2 separate regions of the Zea mays genome follow, and region 2 is linked to region 1. A link is a contact called in public Hi-C data. All regions are on one chromosome and are shown on one strand. The core of a region is the stretch at or near the end of the contact, and the rest is flanking DNA. Distances in the headings are between cores, read along the strand shown. Region 1 holds the start of LOC100191472. Region 2 holds the start of LOC103647597 (Ycf49-like protein).

Region 1 (7,555 bases), core at 3,629-6,128:
GAGGGATGACAGGCAATCTTCTGCAGGTTCGGGCCGCTCTGAGATGTGTAATACCCTACTTCCTGGTGTGGATCTTTATGTGGTAGGTTACAAGAGAAGTCTCCTATGTGGAGAAAAGCTAGTGGGCTGAGTAGATGGTCGACAGAAATGATGGGGTACCCCCTAGGCCTTATATACTTGACCGTGGGGCATTACATGCGTATATGATGATGATGTGTATCTAAGTAATAGTGAACCGACTGAACTTATCCTCCTATAATTTTGCCGACCTATCCCTAGTTTTCTCCGACGTCCAAGGATGCTGAGCGGGAAAATTGGATCGGCGCTGTGGATAGCGCTTAAATCCAATGAGCCGCTTGGGCCCGAGTCTGCTTCTTCATCGCGTCGGCCCCTTCCACCAGCGGCCCTCCCTTGGCCCACGAAGGGGTGGCCTTGCGAGATAACAAGCCCAAAACCTTTCACGAGGCCTTCTTGCCTTCTAGTGGACCCAAGGGATATCTGTCCCCCACAGGACGACCATCAAACCATTAAAACTGGTGCTTTATAATAATAGTAAAGAAGAGATTATTTAACCATGTCAGCATAGTTGTTTATTGTATACACAAGCATAAACTTTAGATACACATATACATATTATCATTCTAAAACATAAACATCGTCATTATTGTCATACCTTCACAACTGCCTCCTAACACGAACTTCGGATACACATATAGGTATCATCATCTCTACTAATTATAATTCATGTTCATAGCTACCTTCCTCAAATTCATTGGGTGGCATCATTGAGATACAGCAATACAAGAAGTGAATGAACATGAATCAAAATGTATCTGAAGTAGTGCATTACTCTGCATGATCAGTAGCCTAACCTAAGAGCCATCCAATATGACATCCTTCACATCCACGACACGCGATCCCTTGAATAATGTGGCAACAACGACATCCTCAACCTCTCGGTCCAGCATTAGTGCAATGCCGCCACCACGACGGACGACATGCTCAGCCTCTCTTGCGAGGCGGGATGGGAAGAGCAAGTCGGAGGTCACCGATAGGTCATCTGAGAACACAAGGTCGAAGGCGCTGTCAGAGAATGGGAGGTCGTGGGGGTCCACGTGGTGGACTAGCAGTGGGAAGTCGATGAGGTCCCAAGTGGTGTCCCTGGTTCCCGCAGCGTGGAAATCATCGACTGTGTGGCCGACACTGGCGGCAAGGCAGAGGACGCGAGAAGGGGCAACGAGGATGTCGATGCCATAGAGTGGTAGGAACATGGATGTAGACAGGGAAGTGGCATGGTATCTCCAGCACGGGGAAGCACAAAGCTTAGCAAGGCGGTGGTTAGATGGGACCACTCGACATGAGGTGGCATCACAAGAGGTGGAGGGGAATGGAGTGTGCGAGATGGTGAGGGCGAGTGGGTGGGACGCAGGGAAGCAGTAGATGGATGTGGGGCGCAAGAGGTATAAGAGTGAGAGTGCGGCGATGGCGGCTAGCGCTATGGAGACGTGCGTGACTAGTCGTGCCATGTACCCATCAATTAATCACCATCGGCGAGCGCACGATAGAGGCGGTCATAGATTGGATTGTCCTCCTCAGTCCTCCACTCCTCATTACGTGCTGATTAGGAATTAAATAATCCGGATGAAGGTGGAGTAGTGGCTGCTGGCGCAAGAGATCCACATTCGTGAGGGAGAGGAGACCAGTGGAGCTTGAATTTGTTGCAAGACCGGTGGCACATGCATTTGTTGCGAGAGAAAGGCACAGAAGGCGTTTGCATGCGGTTGTCGAAAAGTGGATGGGAGAGGGGGCGTGGGGATGAGGGAGGAGAGGGCATCGGGTTGATAAAAGGAAATATGAGGGAGGTTTGTGCAAAAATGTCACACAAGACGACAAACCATCGAATCGTTGAAACCGATCCTTTATATTAGTAGTAAAGAAGAGATTATTTAACCATGTCAGCATAGATGTTTTATTATACACAAACATAAACTTCAGATACACATATACATATTATCATTCTCAAACATAAATGCCACCATTATTGTCATACCTTCACAACTACATCCTAACACAAACTTTAGATACACATATAGGTACCATCATATATACTAATTATAATTCATGTTAATACAGGAAGTGAATGGACATGGATCAAAATGTATCTGAAGTAGTGCCATTACTCTACATGATTAGTAGCCTAACCTAAGAGCCATCCAATGTGACATCTTTCACATCCACGACACGATCTCTTGAATAGTGTGGCGACGACGGTGGCCTCAATCTCCTGGTCCAACACGAGCGCAATGTCGCCACCGCGGCGGATGGCACGCTCAGCCTCTCGCGAGGCAGGACGGGAAGAGCACACCGGAGGTGGCCGAGGGGTCATCCGAGAACGCGAGGTCCAAGGTGCCGTCGGAGAACAGGAGGTAGCGGGGATCTGTGCGATGGACCAGCAGTGGAAAGTCGACGAGGTCGACCCTAGTGGTGTCCTTGGTTCCCGCTGCATGGAAAGCATTGACCATGTGGCCGGCGCCGACGGTGAGGCAGAGGACGCGAGGTAGCCTAACTATTAGCTAGGGGTGTTCTAAATCTGAAGCTAATATATTATTCTTATAAGCTAAAAATGTTATTACTACTCATATCCCTTTACCTGATAAGCTGGTAGGTAAAAACGGTTAGGGGCAATTTGTCACCTATTAGCCGGTTTTAGCTGGGTTGAGGTAGCTAACAATTAACAACTATTTAAGGGTATAACTAACAATTAGCTAGTCCATTAACTAATATGTTCTAAACCTCTCAGCTAATTTTAACTGACTAACTATTAGTTTTAGAGAGGTTTTGACTAGAGCATTACCTTAGAACTTCTTTGCCGTGGAGCGTATGTGGAAACGAAGAAAGTTCCATTTGGAAATAATAACACTCACAGTGCGGGACGCTGTGATGACTGATGACCTATACATACGACTACAAATCAAAATACATGCTATTTGTCATCTCTTCATCCAACAAGCTAATAACATCCAATACAGAACCTGAATGATCAAGATCTTGTGCACCTGATGCAAAAACCTTAACAGCACCTTGGACTTCGATCCAGCTACAACCAGGTGTCTTCTTGATGCCGTGCTCAGCCATTGCTATTCGCACTTGCTCAGCCTGGTTCCACTGCCCAGCGGCACAGAATAAGTTGGACAGCATGACATAGCCCACGTCTCCCGCAGACTTGGTCGCTACCATGTCTTCCATCGCCTTCCTCGCAACCCTGAAATTCAGGTGTTCCAAAGAGCATGCGCTAAGCAGAGCTTCACGTATGTCACTGTTATGTGCCCGAATCGTTTCTGAATAAAGATCCAACATCTCCATAGCCTTTGTAATGTTCCCTGATCTTGCATACATGTCAAGAATGCAAGACAGATGCTCTGGCTTTGGCTGAATTCCATGAACAGACACCATTGACTCGAAGAAGCTTTCCCCATGCTCCAGAAGACCAGAGTGGTTACAGGCTGTGAGTAAACCTGCAAATGTCACCTCATCGGGGCAGACTTCATGGGATTTCATGCTGTCGTACACCACCAGTGCTTCGTTGGCCCATCCATTTATTGCAAATCCAAACAACATCGTGTTCCATGAGACCAGATCCTTGTTGACGATGGCACCGAACACATTAGTACCACCCTCCACATCCCCGCACTTGGCATACATGTCCATCAAGCTGTTGGCCACGTACAAGTAGGCCGCAAACCCACTTCGGAACGCCCTACAGTGGACCATCCTTCCACTTGCTAGAGATGCCGCAGTAGCACAAGCATGCAGCACACTCCCAAATGTGAAGTCATCTGGATGGATGTGTTCGTGTGCCAGCATCACAATAAATAGCGCGAGTGCTTCATCAGCACAGCCGTTCCTTGCGAGGCCTCCGATCATCGCAGTCCAGGAGATGACATTAGTCTCAGGTACACGTCTGAATAGAGAAGTGGCTTTTTCTACACAGCCAAGCTTCATGTAAGAATCAATCAGTGAATTCCACGATACAATCGTCCGCACCTCCATGGACTCAAAGATCCGCACGGCATCGTCAAGCAAACTGAATTTACTATACAGGGAAATCAGGGAGTTACTGACCTCGGCCATTGCACTCCATCCACTCTGCACTGCAACCTTGTGAATTGCAGAACCAGCAGATGGATGGGCCAGCTCGGTGCAAGCATCAGCGAGAATGCAGAGTGTTGCCCCATCACAGGCCATCCCCTCCGCCCGCATCTTGTTGAAGAGAAGCAAGCACTGGTTAGCATTGCCACTGCGCGAATACCCCATAAGCAACGTGTTCCAGGCGACATTATTTCTGTTGGGCATTTGATCAAACAGTTCCTGTGCGAGCATCAGGTGGTCTGACACGACGTAGGCATGCAGGAGCGAGCACCAGGACAGCGCATTGCGCTCGCGCATCTCACCGAATGCGCGCGCCGCGTCGTCAGCGCGGGCGCACTTGGCGTACATGTCGACGAGCGTGTTGCCCACTGGGAGTAGCGCCCGCAGGCCAGCTCGGATGAGGCGGGCGTGCAACTGCGCTCCGGCGACGGGGCTTCGGAGTGCCGCGGCCGCGGAGAGCGCGGCGGTGAGCGAGAACGCGTCGGGCGCGGGCGCGCGGGAGAAGAGCGTGAGTGCGTCGCGCGGCTGCCCGGCGCGCACGTAGGCGGTGAGCATGGCGTTCCAGGCTACGGCGTCGCGCCGCGGCATGGCGTCGAACATGGCGCGCGCGGAGGCCGCGTCGCCCGCGCGGCCGAGGGAGGCAATCCGGGAGGTGGCGGCGACGAGGCCGGCCGCCGAAGTGCCACCCCCCGGCGCCATGCTCTCCTACCCCGTGCAGCAGCGCGACCAGCAGCATGTGGGTTTAGGCTCATCGAAGAAGTCTGAGTAGACCAGAGAGAGGGGACTGATGAGAAAGGTTGCGCAACCAGTCCAGCGGCATGTGGGCTTAGGCCAGACCGCCAGGCGCCAGAGAGAGGGGACTGGCCGACTGGGAAGAAAGGTTGACTGTTTGTGAGCCTGTTTGTTTCAGCTTCTGGCAGCTTTTGGCCACCAAAAGCTGTTGCGGACTGCTAAACACTTAGATTTTCAGCCAGTTTTTATAAAATTCGTTGGGGCAAAAACCATCCAAAATCCACATAAACACATAATCGGTTAAGTCATTGTAATAGCAGGAATCCATCACTTTCTAGATCCTGAGTCCTATGAACAACTTTATCTTCCTACACACGTAGTCGTAATGATACTCAGATTCTCCCCACAGCCAGATTCTCCTCACAGCCAGATTTTCAGAAAAGCTGGTCAGAAAAAAGCTAAACCAAACAGGCCTTGTGTTGTGTTTGTGTGAGCTGCCGTCCAAGTATAATTAATTTTATACCATAGCATATATCAAAATGTATATAGAAAATATATACTTATTAGAAAAGCTAAAACGCCTTACTATAATTTGAAATAGATAGAGTCGAATTTTAGAAGACCAAACATGATAAAAAAAATAGAGAGGTGCTTTCTGCGTTACTCCCTCGGTTCCAGTAACCACCTCTGATTTAAAAACCAAAAATTGTATTTAATTCCCTATATATCACTGCATCGATAAACGTGTGTAGTGAGATGTGCCTTATATTATGAGACATAAACAAAAAATGATCACGGCTTATAGTATGGGATTGACTAGCAAGCGCACTGAAAGAAGAAAAAGGGAAAAAAACCAACCTAAAATTCGCTAAATACAAACTCAGGCCCTTTCACAAATCGTGCATTAAATGATACTAATACATTTGTTATGTAATATATACACAGCATAATCCGTATACAAGCAAATTGGTGGAAATGGGCAATGATTTCCACAATCGTATATCTTTGCTTTATGTAAACTGTTGTTGAGCAAGCTTGTTGAACATGCCACTTCACGCAGATATTAGGCCATCAGGAAATGTGAATCCCTCCTCTCCATTTACTGATAGAAGATTACGGCACGCATAGAAGACAGCCGAGTGGAACCCTGAAGGGTTGTCTATGAACACAAAATGTCCACCCTGCAGCACATGACAACTGAAGTTTAGTCCTGAACCAGTATTGTAAAATTCGTGACTATGTAACACTGCCAGCATGAAAGTTTTACCTGCGGCACCCTGATTATTTCACAAGGAACTTTCATGTCCTTCCGTGCTTGCTGAGCGCCTTGGTAGTTCATCCAATCTTGCTGCCCATATATGAAAGTAGTCGGCACTTTCCAATCGGACGCGCTGTTGCAAGTTAGAGGACAGTAAAGAATCACTATACATCACAGAGACTCCATTGACTCCAAATGAAATGATGCTTTCATTGACATTCAGAATGCTTGTTTGGACAACTTGTTGCATCTAGAATTAACCGTCCCAATTGACGTGATAATATAATTTCCACATGAAAACTAATTTACAGATATCATGCAGGCTCACATCGCTGCTCTTGGATATGATCTCTAAAATGATTGAATTCCATGACTTCAAGAGACTAATTATTGTAATTGTGCATGATCACTATCAGAGAACAGTTATACATAATTAGATAAGTATAAGAAGCTAACCACTGCAGAAGAGGTTTCCTTGCAAATGCCCCGAAGGAAAATATATATTTCAAGCACAGCTCTCCACTAGCTTTGGCAGCTAACGTATGGTACATATAATCTTCACACAAGATAAAACAACTATAAGGTTCAGTTGCAACTATAGCAAGAAACAATGCATTTACTGGGTTAGTTAACCAAAAAAAGAATACCTGTCATCAATGCCGATTCTTCATCTGTTAGTAATTCACCAGTAGAACTTGTACCAAACCTGGCACTGGTATATCTCTGTACTAGACCTGGACCCCAAGGACCCAATCCCCTGTTTGAGACAAACAAACAAATATAAGGACAAAATGTAGGAGCACCTACCCAAAAAAATATAAGAGCATTGTTCTTTGTTTTTGCAGCAAAATTGCAACAAAGCCTCACATAATTTTCCCATTGGAGCAATTGAGCCCCTCTAGTATGATCTGAATATGGCTGGCCCCTCTACTCTGTTAAAGTAGCCCATGCCATATGCGGATATGCCCATTTTTAACCTGGCCAAGTGGCCATTATTTGCAGCAGCCAGCAGTCGCATATGTGACTGCCATGTCAGAACATAAGATGTCTATGCATGTTGACTACAAGGAATAAATAAAATAAAAAATGACAACTTATGCAGTTCTTATTTTAAATTCCAATATGCAGCGGGAATTGGTAGGCACCTAGGCAGCTTCAAAGTTGTGACATGACACAGCATGAGTTTAGCATCACTTAGTCTTCTTGAGAAGTGACAAACACTCCTCCATAACCTCTGCGCAGGCCCCTGTGAGCATCCTTCTTGTGCTGCTCAGGTCTTGGATGCAAAACAGTAGTGATATGCATATGCTCAAGGGGCCTCTGAAGTGTGTAGTAATGCAGATGGAAATGCTCAGAAATGTTAATTTGAGCCTGACTGGTGTAGGTGTTACTTCGGTTTCTTTCACACATTTGAAT
Region 2 (7,555 bases), core at 1,922-4,421, 140 kb before region 1:
AAATGATCGTGGAAATATCTTACCTGTCTGACACACTCGCAATGGCATCTGCAGCTTCACTGCCAGCAGATTGTGCTACATCAGTAGGTTGTGGTGCAGAGATATGTTCGAACTTAACCCCAGATTCCCTTTCTAGTCTGCTGACACTGTACTTATATCTGGGCTCATAAAGCATGACAGCAACACCAGTATTACCTGAAAATCAAATGATTCCATTAACAGGAAGCAATTATAAACAATACTATACAAAAATAAACATGATAATATTTAGCATACCTGCTCTCCCTGTCCGACCTGACCGGTGTATGTAAGCTTCAACGTCACGGGGAGGTTCACACTGGAAGGTTTTAATGCAAACATAAGAACTTAACCTACCTATTAGAAATTACTCAACTGCAAAACAGGTCATACCTGAATGATAAGCTGCACATCATTAATATCCAGACCACGAGCCGCCACATTTGTAGCAACCAAAACCTGGAACTTCCCGCTACGAAATCCAGCAAGAATGACCTAAATGATCCAAAAACACATCAAATATCTGCACCTTGTAAGTTGCAACTTCTATAATGTGAATGGGAAAAGGATTATAACAAACAAAATTTAAATAGAGTATAACAGTTGATAGCGTCAAGTTATAAAGGATTAGAACATTTCCGATTTTTAATGGTATACTTTACTGGTGTAGTATTATACATCAGCATGAATTATAAACACAGTACACACATACCAATAACATTCAGAAAGGCAATGTTATACAGACAGTATTGTGAATTAATCAATTGTATTATCACATTGATATGTGACCAAAGAAGAATTCACATACTTCACGCTGAGCTTGCACAACATCTCCATGCAAGGCACGGGATCCAGGAATCAAACCAGAAAGCTCTGATGCAGAATCCTTCGTCTCAGTGAAGATAATGGTTCGGCCTCCACTGAAGCAAAGAAAAGTTTAGCAAAGTCAACGAAAATCAAATGGCATACTGAAAAAAGACAACCATTTATGGGTAGTACATACTGGCTGTAACATCGGATAATATCTGGAATAAGTTGTGCCCTTGCTGCCTTGTTACAAGGAAGAGCAAGGTGCTTAACAGATGCACTGGCCTTCAGTTTCTCGTTACCGACAAGATCAACTGTTTTCCTGTCAACTTTCAGAAACCTCATAGAGAGCTACAATAATTCCAGATCACATTTTCAGCTCACAAAACACTGGAAAAATATTTAAAATAGAGAAGTCATATAAGATGGTCTTACCTTATTCACCCAATCTGGCAGAGTGGCACTGAACAGAAGTGTCTGTACTTTGGTAGCATCTTCTACCTTGCCTGTTCATATATATATTAGCAGGAGTGATTAAATGCATCAAACAGAAAGCTAACCAACACTGTTAAATGCTCCATTTGAAAACCATGTTAATTGATCCATTTAAAAAGCAGGTGGCTAGTAAATAAAAAGGTATAAAGAAAACAGTTAGCTCATTTGTACTCATTTATGTTGTAAAAAAAATTGTATATAAGAACCTGCAATACTAGAAACTGACAAGTGAGCATACCAAGAATGAGCTCGACATCATCAACAAAGCCCATGTTAAGCATCTCATCAGCTTCGTCAAGGACACGGAACTTCAAGCATTTCAAGTTGAGAGTTCCTTTTACAATAAAATCCTGCACAAGTAATATAGCATGCATAAGAAAACAAGAAAATGAGCTCACGATACAATGGGTTGGAGGTATCAACAAAGACATGATAATCACCTTGATACGACCAGGAGTTCCAACAACAATGTCCACGCCTCTTCTCAATGCCATTTCTTGAGGACGATAAGGTGAACCCCCATACACACAACATGCAGAAAGCCCAAATGTTGCACCATAAAACTCAAAGTCGGCATGCACCTGAAGTTCATTTTAATGATGCATTTATGTCAAAAAAAAAACATGTGCAAAAGATTCCAATTTCTTGAATCAGGTACAGATGCAAGATTTTACCTGATTGGCCAGCTCTCTTGTTGGTAGCAGAACGAGAACACTTGGGGTCCTGCCATGTTCAGTCCGCCTAGATGCCTTATTTGCCCCGTTAACCAAAGATTCCAATATGGGCAAGACAAAAGCCAAAGTTTTTCCCTGTAGGAAATAACATTTGTCATACAGGTTTTCAGAGAAATATACTATAAAAGAGCAATGGTGTTCCTCATGGCCACCACTTGTCAAGTACATCAAAATGAGAAATTCAGGGAATTTCTTGAGAATATTTCTATCCAGCACTTACATAATCATAACTCTATACTGAATATAGCTATCTGGCAGAAACACCAATTCACCTCCAAGCTATTGTATGCATTAATACTGTTCAGACAGAGCAACATAATGCAACCATCTTTTGTTCAAAATCAAATTCTACTTGAATTCATTAAGACACAGAAAAGTTTCCATGTCGCTCATCAAGCAAAGCATTCAAGTGTACGAGCAGGAACAGTCTGCTAGCAATTCAAAGAGCTATGCATGCCAAGTAATAAGGACTACACCTTGTAAACAAATGAATCACAATTCGGAACGGCTTCTCACCTGACCGGTGCGCGCTCGGCCAACCAAGTCGCTGCCGTCGAGTACGAGGTCGAAAGTGGTGGCCTGGATGGGGAACAGTGCCTTGATCCCCTTGGACCTGAGGCTCTGCCTCAGTGGCTCCGATATCCTGAAGTTCGTCAGCGCGTTCGGGTCCGCGGGGTCCTCGTCGCTGCCGGCCGTGATCTCGCCGTCGTCATCTGAGGCTGAAGACGAGACCTCGACATTCTTCTTCGTCTTGTCCTTCTTCGCCTTCTTCGCGGTGGGGGCTGTCTCCTCGGAGCTGGTGCTGCTCTTCTCCTCGCCAGATGATGCGGCCGACGGGAGCGGAGGGGACGGCTCCTTCGCTTTCCGCTTCTTCTCCTTCTTCTCTTTCTTCTTGGCCGAAGCAGCCTCCTCCTCTGCCTCCGCGGCGGCGGCGGCGGCAGCGGCTTTGAGCTGCTTGCGCTTGGCCTTCTTGGAGGCGGAGTCGTCGACGGCCATGGGCTCCACGGCAGCGGCGAGGGCGGGAGACATCACAAGTAACGGGCGGTGGCTGCTGATAGTGGCGTTGAGGACTGGCGGCTGCGAGGGGAAGGCGCAGCCGGAAAAGAGGGGGAGATCGGACGGGGGTGCTCCAGTATTTAGATATGCTGCGGAAACCCTAGTGCAGCGCGTGAGGGGCACGTGACCGACCGCAAGACAGGTTCGAGTGCTGACGTTGCCACTGATATTTTTGACCGTTCACGGACGGTAGCGCTAGCGCCAACCTCCGGCTCCAATGGCATCCCTCCGGCTCGTGGCAACGCTAGCGCCCTCCGGTCCTCCGCCGCCACCTCGACGTAAGCAGCGGAGACCGTCCTCCGCAGTCCGTCTGACAGGTGGGATGGGCCTGGCGGCAGCTGCTGCCGTGGCGGCGGCCGCGGCCGCCTCACCACCGGCGCTCGCCGCGCTGTCCGAGCCGGCGAACGCGCTCTCGCTGCCCACCTGGGCCGTCCACGTCTCCAGCGTCGCCGAGTGGTGCCGCTTCTCTCTGCTACCGGCTAGCAACAACTGCTTCCGCGCCTGTAAGCTCTGTGAGGAGTGAATGTCTGAATCCCTGACGGGGATTTGCGTTGCAGGGTGACGGCGATGTGGCTGGTTTGGGACTACGGCGAGAAGACGGGGCTCAAGGGTTGGAAAGGCCTCTCGTGGGGGATGGTGAGCGTAAATTTCGTCGTAGCTAAGATATCGTTTGCTGAAGAAATGTGTGGTGGTTCTTCTCTATCCCGCCTGTAGAACTACAGATTGCGATGTTTTAAGATTTTGTCGTAGAAACGGTTCACTTCAGTGTCGTCTTGAGCAGAAGAAACTTTTATGTATTTCTTCTATTTGCAGAACTTTGCTATTTAGGGAGTTCATATGTTCATAAATTTCCAACTGTTTTGACACTGCTTATGTTACGTTTTATTGACTGACAAATTTTCATTTCTGCCGAATAGGTTCCACTTCTAGGTGGAGCAATGTGTGCTTGCACGTGGCATTTCTTCTACAATTCAGAGTCTCTTGAAGTAAGATATTTCCTTTGGGTTAAAAGTGCAGTTTCGTGTTTGTTGTTTGCTGATATGATTATCAAACGTATCTGTCCCCAATTTTTATGTTCTTGATTGTGAGATGCCATTGTGTTCCTGCTATGAATGAAACATTGATTAGTGTAGACCAGCGACTATTTTCAGATATTCTTTTCGCTGAGATCCTTATGCAGTCATGTTTTACTACTTCTTATGATGACATAATTATTACACATGTTAACCCTTCGGAGTTTTCATGAAAATAGACAAAAGTACAACCCAACATTTGAAACAGATCTTCTGCTCGTATTGTTTGCCTTCGTGATAATGGTTTTCTTGCTTGACCCACAGGTTCTTGTAGCCCTTCAAGGTGCTCTGACAGTGGTTGGTAACATAACAATGTGCATAGCTGCATACCGCATATTCAAAGCATCCCAGGAAGGCTCAAAAACTTCGTAGGCTGCAAGATTGGATCTTACAGCCGGTTTGGCAAGGTGATGAGATATGGAGCTTGCGTTTCTCTGACATGGATGAGAATGGAGAACTATTTGATTGTTGTTTTTTTTTTGGCCCATTAGATAAAAGTTTATTGGAAAGGACAACCTTTCACAGCAATATGCATCCTCTGCTGTAGTATTATTTCTCAGGGGCCAAGATAAAAGACAATGTCTGGAACTCAAATCATGTTTCACTGCACACTGCACTCAGGAAGTCAGGAATGTTCTTTGTTTGTAGGGATGCTCAGCCGCATTTGAAGATTGACGTTGCTGAGAGCCTGAGACGATGATAGGAGAAGATACAGATAGCCGGTCGGTTGGTTTTACCTTGTGAAACAGTATGATTGTGATGGAGTTGAAGAAGAACAAAGTTGCGTCTCTCCTGTAAATACCTGTGATAGTAAACCCTGAATCCGGTTACAGTTTTAGACTATCTCCAGCAGCCTTTTATTTTACTCTTTATCGTACTTTGTATCAATGATTTCAAGTCGTCCGAAGTCGGGCTGGTCGGCTATTTGGGCTCGATTAGCTGGACGACTCGACTAGATAGGCTGGTCGTCTTGGTCGTCCGACTAATCGTTGATTAGGGCGATTAATCGCCCGATTACTGTTTCCTTGTCATCCTGGCTAGGGTTTTTGTTATTGGGCCATTTTCAACCCATCTACAGTATACTTTGGACTACCCTCTCCTCTCCTTGCAATACCTAGCCGCCAAACAGTGCACTACGTCTCCTACTCTCCTCTCTTGCTAGCTCGACTGTTCTAGCCCTTATTCACACTTGGTCGCCGGTGGCTGCCCCTTCAAACCTATAGCTCATCGGCGACTACATCATCAGAGGGTGGTGTAGAGCTACATCATCAGCGGCTACACCACCCTGCCCCTTCCTGCTCGCCTGCTGCAGTCTCCACATGCGGTGACTGTCTTAAGGTTCACTAGCTGCAGTCCCCACCCTGCCCCTTCCCAAGTTCCAGCAGGCCTGCACCACTGAGGAGATGAGCTCGTCATCTCAAGGTTCCTCCTGCTCTCCCCCTTCTCTGCAGTTCTGCCAAATTAGTGGATGGTTGCTGGCTGCTCTAATTCTAAGCCTGTGCTAAGTAGTGACTTTCTAATTTATATAATGTAGTTGTATACATGTACATTTATATATATAGCTATATAAATATAACTACTAGACTAGGATGGCCAGGAAACGACTAGGACCGACTAGGAGTCGATTAATCGTCCTAGTCGTCGCCTAATCGCGACTAGTCGCCTGGTCGGTCCCAGGGATCGACCAGGCGACTTGAAATCATTGCTCCGTATTTAAAACTGCACTTTACAAACAATGTATCTATAATACAAAGCAGTGTTATATACGTTCGCATGCACGGCGTTGCTAGAGTTAGCCTTAGGTTGTATCCAACGGCTCTCCCTCATCTTCCCCTTCCTCTCAACTCCGTGTACGGTGAATCTCTGAAGCACTCCAACCGTTCCTCCTCGGTGACCCGGCGTCTAGGGACAGAGAAAATTTTCATTCCATTGATGGGAAAGCTCTAATCTCCCCCATCTATTAATTACTAAATTTAGATGTGAAATTAACCAATATGAAGCTCTGCCAACAATATGTTTTACGGTACTACAAATATGGTAGTATTTTTTAAAATTCCAAAAATTGATGTATAAAAGTCAAATAGCTCGGTTAAAGGGTGAATGGGAGCTGGATAGCGGAATTGGTTGGAGAGGATATGAAATAGGAGAAGAATAGTTAAGGAAGAGATATTTAGATATGGATAGAAAGTACGAATAGGGGGTTTAAGGGATTCAGATCACCTAACGTCGCACACATAGACCTATGCTTACCGTCGCATCATCCTCAACGTGTAAGTGTAAATCCAATGATGGGTATGACGCCTCCTAGAATTGCTAATCCCGAGGAGGCTTCGGCAAATCTCAAACAGCAACTCAACGTTCCCTTCTCTATGGAGATAGTTATCCTCATGACATGGAGCATATGGAAGTGTCGAAATGCATGGTTATTTGAGAACAAAAACCCAACGGTGCAGCAATGCAAGCATGAATTCACAAAGGAATTACTTCTGGTCATCCACAGAGCGCGGGGAATATATGATTCTTCCATTCCTAACTGGCTTCAGCAATGGCAGTCTTAATTAGCCCCTCCCTTGTGTAATTTTTCTCATTGTATTTTCTGAACTGTAATTTTCCAGTAATAATAAAATTTCCAGTAGGGGTCCCTCTCCTGTTCTCTCAAAAAAAATCCAATGATGGCACACATTTGGCTCATCTCACAGGTCATAGAGTTAGGCTCTCATGCACTCCTGGCCCAACAAAAGCTTGTATTCCTGAAATGGCATATAGCATTGATGTGCTTTTTGGCACGACGTCTCATTTTTTGGCGCAGATTTAGGCCCTGATGCAACATAGTTGGATGCCAAATCATCAATGATCCAACAATAGAAACAGGTAACGAAGTCAGATAGGAACACGTAATGAAGTCAGATCTGCATCCATGTATGAGTACGAAGATGGTTTCCTTTGCACTTTCTTATTAAGATTTTGTTGAAACAAGCTAAAGGAATCCTTGTCTTTCAGATGGAAAACAATAGGTGTGTAATGCCATGTGGTTTTCCTCCTTATTTTTCCCACTATCACCAAATCATGTTTTTATATTGTAGGGAGGGTGTGTTGCCTATTTTGTCACCTGAAATTGGAATGGAGTTTAATAATATAGATGAGGCCCGGATGTTTTTGGGTTAGTTGTGGAGGTTTGGAAGGCTTCGAAGTTAGAAAAGGTACACAAACAAAAGGAAGACAAATGGGGAAGGTCATGTCCTGCAGATATGTTTGTGCAAAAGAGGGCCATAGATTAGAAGATAAAAGGAATCATCTAACGAAGTATGGCTGAAACTAGAACTGATTGTCAAGTTCGTATGGGTTTTATAATGGACCGGAGGAAGGAAAATT

What was found. Hi-C and Micro-C count contacts between places; a contact is called where the count stands out from the background.
Region 2: a contact with region 1 is called in a Hi-C map of tassel, with 2.5 times the contacts expected there. The contact joins the promoter of LOC103647597 here to the promoter of LOC100191472 in region 1. A contact is called at or near these places in 2 of 25 Hi-C or Micro-C datasets (bundle sheath and tassel).

The regions. Positions count from the first base shown.
Region 1 is chr2:200,122,165-200,129,719 of Zm-B73-REFERENCE-NAM-5.0, reverse strand. It overlaps LOC100191472, which reads right to left and starts at 4,878. Exons shown (of 1, transcript NM_001367458.1): 1 at 2,885-4,878. The coding sequence starts at 4,848. The coding sequence ends at 2,965. It overlaps LOC100282633, which reads right to left. Exons shown (of 9, transcript NM_001155541.1): 6 at 6,787-6,896; 7 at 6,596-6,695; 8 at 6,149-6,272; 9 at 5,668-6,062. The coding sequence ends at 5,934. It overlaps LOC103649211, which reads right to left and starts at 1,526. Exons shown (of 1, transcript XM_020549368.1): 1 at 873-1,526. The coding sequence starts at 1,526. The coding sequence ends at 873.
Region 2 is chr2:200,256,440-200,263,994 of Zm-B73-REFERENCE-NAM-5.0, reverse strand. It overlaps LOC103647597 (Ycf49-like protein), which reads left to right and starts at 3,171. Exons shown (of 5, transcript XM_008672107.4): 1 at 3,171-3,566; 2 at 3,668-3,746; 3 at 4,028-4,096; 4 at 4,448-4,590; 5 at 4,832-5,048. The coding sequence starts at 3,328. The coding sequence ends at 4,555. It overlaps LOC100193061 (DEAD-box ATP-dependent RNA helicase 7), which reads right to left and starts at 3,268. Exons shown (of 14, transcript XM_008672106.3): 1 at 2,571-3,268; 2 at 1,995-2,129; 3 at 1,761-1,901; 4 at 1,559-1,670; 5 at 1,261-1,331; 6 at 1,022-1,176; 7 at 827-938; 8 at 412-513; 9 at 277-337; 10 at 24-195. The coding sequence starts at 3,083.